Linked DNA regions of Sus scrofa: region 1 is linked to region 2. The links are chromatin contacts, called in public Hi-C maps. All regions are on one chromosome and are shown on one strand. The core of a region is the stretch at or near the end of the contact, and the rest is flanking DNA. Distances in the headings are between cores, read along the strand shown.

Region 1 (2,736 bases), core at 171-2,670, 340 kb after region 2:
AGAGGACTCGCCTTTATTTAGAGCATAGTGTGGGAGCAGGTAGGTCCTTCCAAGGGGCTTGAAAAGTTTGCTTCATCTCTCTAATCAGGGAGGACATCGAATATTTACTCAGCAAACTTCCTCTTTAGATAACACAAAGATAAACGACAACTCAGTTCATGAGAAATTATTCTAAGTTCTAAACTGGTTGACTTCCAAAGAGTCAAGTCTTTCTTAGGCCAACACCCTGCAAGCTACAAGAAGACCTCAGAATTAAACTCAATGGCAAAGTGTACCCTTAATGAGGAAGGACCCTGACCCTTTGGCGCTCCTCAGACACCCCATACAAGGCCCAAGGATGGGCAGCATGGCCTGAGGAATACACTCCTTTCTTGGGAAGGATAAAGCTGCTCAGGAAAGCTGCTCCACAGTGTGGCAGGATGGTGGCCCCAGAAGAAGGGACAGCTTTCTCTGGGGAAGACTAAAGGGAGACAGAAAGTAATGGACACATTCTCAACTATGTTTTTCTTCCCCCCTTTTAGAGCCGCACCTGCAGCATATGGAAGTTCCCAGGCTACAGGTCAAATCAGAGCTGCAGCTGTTGGCCTACGCCACAGCCAAGCCAGATCCGAGCTGTGTCTGCAATTTACACTGCAGCTTGCAGCAATGCCAGATCCTTAACCCACTGAGCAAGGCTAGGGGTCAAACCTGCATACTGAAGGACACTATGTTGGGTTCTTAACCTGCTGAGCCACAATGGCAACTCCTAGACTATGCTTCTGATGGCCCTCTCTAACTGCAGTAATGGGTCATGTAAAGATCTCGGCCCTGAAGAGGGCCTAAGGCTGTAGACCCTACTCTGCGCTCCCAGGCAGAAGTTAGAATCTAGATCCCTTCTCTCCCAGATGGTAGCCAGCAACCACCTGTAGCCACCGAAATTTTAATAAAATTCGTTCAGTTCAACTGCACCAGCCACAATGCAAATGCTCAGCAGCCACATGTGGCTAGTGGCCACCAAACACAACAGCACAGCTGGGACGTTTCCTTTGTTGCAGAAAGAGCCGTGGAAAGCACTGATTTCTATACCGGGCGGGGTAAACACGGGGAGTTCCAGTAGTAGCATTTTCTGTTGAAACAAAATCACGAGGGCACCGGCAAGGACCCCAGGGTCCCGTGTTGGAGCTGGTGCAGTTGGTGAAGTGACCCTCACATCGACTGCGGACCAAATCGGGACCCAGCCAGCCAGGCCTTGGGGACCAGGTCAGGCCCTTCCCCGAGGCCCCTTGTGCAGCCCGTGTGGAGAACCGTGGGTAAGGGTTTAGACCAGCATCTGCCACACCGCCCTCCTCACCTTGCCTCAGGCAGCCCGGTACACAGCGACTTCTCCCAGGCCAGGGCCAGTCCCGCCGCAACCCTTCCCAGCCACTTCCGGAGCAGGCCCCGCCCCGTCCTGCCCCACCCCACCCGGCCTTCTACTAGAGCTACCTGGCTTATGGTGGATGTTGCCTAACGAGCCACACTTGGAGGTCACCTTGCTCAGATCCACTGGTTTGTAGACTATTTGCACCTGGAGGTGAGAGAGGCGGAGAGAGAAGATAAAACAGAATTATTTTATTAGGAGTGTAACACAATGAAGAGCACTGTGCAAGCCCAGGTCCTGCTGGGGCAGCGTTTCCTGGCAGCCACGAGAAACACCGCTGTCATCGTGGTGGGGAAATGTGTTGTTGGAATTCTGCCAACCCTGCCCGGGGGGCCAAGTCTCCACAGAATAACTGGCGTGCTTTTCAATCCCATAGAACTGGGACCCTTAGGGAAAAGCGGATTCTTGACCATTGTGCAGGGCCCATGCCATGGATTTAGCTGACGTTTGCATGTAAAAAAATCATTATCTTCCCCGAAATGAAATCGACAGCTCACACTCAGTGGGGACGGAGAGAAAAGGGATCAATATGATCCGTTTGTGCAGCATTTACAAAACCTCACTGGAGAAGCAAAACAGCCATGTCTGTTGGGCCTCTGAGAGCAGAGGGCGATGTGGGGCTGTTGGGGGTCCCTTCTCCCAGGAGAAGCTGCACAAACCCCAGCACTCCCACAGCACAGAAATGGCAGTCAGCGAGCAGGACCCAGAGCGGTTCAGCGAGCCAGCTGCCACCAGGAGAACACAGTGTCCTGGACATTTTGGTTCTTCACCGAAAGGAGCAAACCGACACCAGCAGCACAGCCAAGAGGCAGAGCAGAGAACACAGGTTGAGTGTCTCAGGGAGGTTCAGCAGACCCACGTAGGAGAGGCCTATGGGCTGTGGGCTCAGAGCCAGCCTGAGGGTCCAGCATGTGGCCCAGCCACACAGCCCACCCTCCAGAGGGGAATCATGGCCACCCACTGTTCTCAGGGCCCCCCCACAGGGACCCAGCATCAGTGGATAGGTCTCCCAGAGGACGTCTCTACAGAGCCATGGCTGTGAGGAGTCCCTGGTGGTCACTGAGTGCCACCAGAGCAACCTAGTGTGAGGTCACCTGAGGATACAGGAGGCCAATCACCATGGAGCCAGTTGGCTCCTGCTCCCTGCCCTGGAGTAACCCAGGAGAGAGATGGCCTTGTGCCGGAGAATGGGTTTAACAAGGATACCAGAAAATAAGCAGGGGTTTTTACTTAAGTCTAAACCATCTGGAAGGGTCCCCAATTACATTAGTTAATCAAAATCATGTTGGCACTTGCTGATTACTGATGAGTGTTGATTGAGGCTCACAGGTGGATGT
Region 2 (2,841 bases), core at 313-2,812:
ATAAAAAAATAGAATGGGGTTATGAAAGCACTTTGTAAGCTGAATATAATAATTATAGGTCACATGCTCTGATTACTACATATAGTTTTTAATTTAAACTGATTATTGGAGTTCCTGTCATGGCTCAGTGGTTAATGAATCCAACTAGGAACCATGAGGTTTCGGGTTCGATCCCTGGCCTTGCTCAGTGGGTTAAGGATCCAGCATTGCCATGAGCTGTAGTGTATGTTGCAGACTCGGCTCGGATCCTGTGTTGCTGTGCCTCTGGCGTAGGCTGACAACCACAGTTCCGATTCGACCCCTAGCCTGGGAACCTCCATATGCCGAGGAAGTGGCCCAAGAAATGGCAAAAAAAAAAAAAAAAAAAAGAAAGATAAACTAATTATTGCATATAAAGTGATTACTATATAAGTTTTAATCTTAAAATATTCATTTTCTAAATAAAGGGGCAGGCTGGGGGGCGGAAGAAAAGAATGGAGGCTGAGGCAGCATGCAACGTGGGTCTGATTCCTGAGGCTTCTGCTCACTCAACAAGTGTCCTTGCGGGAGTTATTTAGCCTCCCTCAGCCTCCGTTTCCTCACCTGTAGAGTGGAGGTAACTGCACCTTCCCTTTGAGGAGTCGCTGGGAAGGGCAAGTGTGCAATGCTCAGGAAGTGCTCGGAAAGCATTAGCACAGAGGAATTCTGCAGTACAGGGAGTTGCTATTATGATAAGCATTAGTTCCCTCCATTTGTTTCCTGGTATTTCTATTATTCAGTGTTTCCCAAAAGAATAATTGTCCTTTCATTTTCCTTCTTTTCCTAGAGCTGTACGTACGCTCTGCCTAGAATACCCTTCTCCCCTACAGAGTTAATATTTGAGTCCTCACTATGCTACAGATCTTGTTTTAAGTGCTTTACATGGACGAACTCATTTGATCCTTGTAATAACCAAATGAGGCCAATACTATGATCCCCATTTTACAGATTAGGCAACTGAGGCTTTGAAAGGGTGAAAAACTTGCCCTAGGTCACACAGCTCAGGAGTGTAGACCTATCCCGACCCTGAGACTGCACTCTTTTCTTCAAAATTTTTTAATTACTCAATGAACTGTATTACATTTATAGGAAGGAGACTGCACTCTTACCCTCGACCCCCTTCCATGAGCATACCAAGGTTGCCCCACCCCCACAGTTTCACTACCAGTCCCTCCTCCAAAGAACCTTCTTTCACCTGCTGACTGGAAATACTCCTGCTTTTCCCTTTAAAGATCCCCTCTTCTTTGCTTGTATCTGTCTTACAGCCTTTGCCTTCCGCTTGATATTTTTTTCTCTGTGCACAACGTATGTCTCAGCTCACCTATCAGTCCTGATATACAAGGATCAGGTCCTATTCAATTCTAGAAACCCCCCAAGGCCTGGAAAAATGCCAGCTACCAGGATAAGAAACTAGATACTGGCAAAATGTCACAAATTCTAAATCAAAACAAAAACTTGCAGCACCAGCAATAAAATGCATTAAGTAAATGATTGTGAAACTAACCACACAAGAGCTCTCTCCACATTTCAACTAGTAACCAAGCTTTTAAACGCTAGAACTTTGACCTCTGGTTTCTCCTTAACATGTAGGACACATAAGGGCAGCACTGAGAACTCAAGGCGGGCAGGCTGCAATGGGAGAAGAAGTAGGGTTAAGGTGGTCATTTTTAAAATTTCCTTTGAAGCCCATGGACTGGGAAGCTGCAGGATCCCTGAGACCAGCACTGCCACATGCTGTTTCAAGTGCTCAGGTGCCCAAACCAAAGTCTCACTCCACAAAGACAAACTGAGACACTCAGGACACCCTCCTGTCCTTACACTGACCATGCATCTTGGATATGAAATGACGCCTCAGTCCCTAATAACTAACATCCTAGGAGGTTTGTGTAAATACAAAAGAATGACGTTTTGTTTTGCATCTTTTTTTTTTTTTTTTTTTTTTTTAGGGCCAAACCCGCTGCATATGGAGGTTCCCAGGCCAGGGGTCCAATCGGAGCTACAGCTGCTGGCAGATGCCAGAGCCACAGCAACACAGGATCCAAGCTGCGTCTGCAACCTACACCACAGTTCACGGCAATGCTGGATCCCTAACCCAGTAAGCAAGGCCAGGAATCAAACCCGAAACCTCATGGTTCCTAGTCGGATTCATTTCTGCTTCGCCGCGATGGGAACTCCAAGAATAACATTTTTTTAGAAAGTATACATGCCTTCTTGGGTATGCCCAACAATTTGAGATGTGAATCATCTCCATCTGACAGTGGGCTCTGTTCTAAGAAAAATAAAACCGGTGGGAGAGCGGGCATGTAAGTGCTGACTATCAAGAATATTCACATCCACAGGAACCCAATCATCTGAGGGAAGGAAGCCCAGTGGAGACCATTGGAGCCTGATAGGGGAAGGGACCAGAGGGATACAAGCTGGGGGCTCCACTTGGGGGGGAGGGGTGTGCCCACCAGGGTCCAGCAGAGTCCAGAGGAAGGCTCAGAGGGGCTTGGTAGGAATGCTGATTCGGCTACAAGCAAGGCCGAAGAAGATGTGAAAATAAAAGGTGGAACTGCCTTTCTTTCTAAACCTAAGTGTGACTCAAGGAATGGCTGGGAGACGGGGGAAGTGAAGAGGGTCCTGGGGGAAGGGGATTCGCTATCTTAGAGCTCGAAGTAGCCCGGAGGAAGGCTGGACACAGCAGATGCAATGTCAAAACATTCAGAGGAAAGATAAACAGAATCCCACAAAGGCTATCAAGCAGCAGTTCTTAGCCTTTTTTGGGTGTCTGACCCCTTTGAAAATATGATGAAAAGTATAAAAATTCTCTTCTTGGAAAAA

Evidence for each region. Hi-C and Micro-C count contacts between places; a contact is called where the count stands out from the background.
Region 1: a Hi-C map of liver shows a contact between it and region 2, with 2.8 times the contacts expected there. The contact joins two enhancer-like sites. A contact is called at or near these places in 2 of 47 Hi-C or Micro-C datasets (embryonic fibroblasts and liver).

The regions. Positions count from the first base shown.
Region 1 is chr12:17,107,216-17,109,951 of Sscrofa11.1, forward strand. MAPT (microtubule-associated protein tau) reads right to left here. Exons shown (of 11, transcript XM_021066819.1): 9 at 1,465-1,546. Among named protein-coding and RNA genes, the nearest start is that of MAPT, 100 kb to the right of the region's middle. Within about 2 kb of position 1,421, at least 15 of the 83 cell types and tissues checked have an H3K27ac peak or open chromatin away from gene starts, as enhancers often do. A contact at or near this core is called in liver, where this site is marked.
Region 2 is chr12:16,765,084-16,767,924 of Sscrofa11.1, forward strand. No RefSeq gene overlaps it. Among named protein-coding and RNA genes, the nearest start is that of ITGB3, 14 kb to the left of the region's middle. Within about 2 kb of position 1,563, at least 4 of the 83 cell types and tissues checked have an H3K27ac peak or open chromatin away from gene starts, as enhancers often do. A contact at or near this core is called in liver, where this site is marked.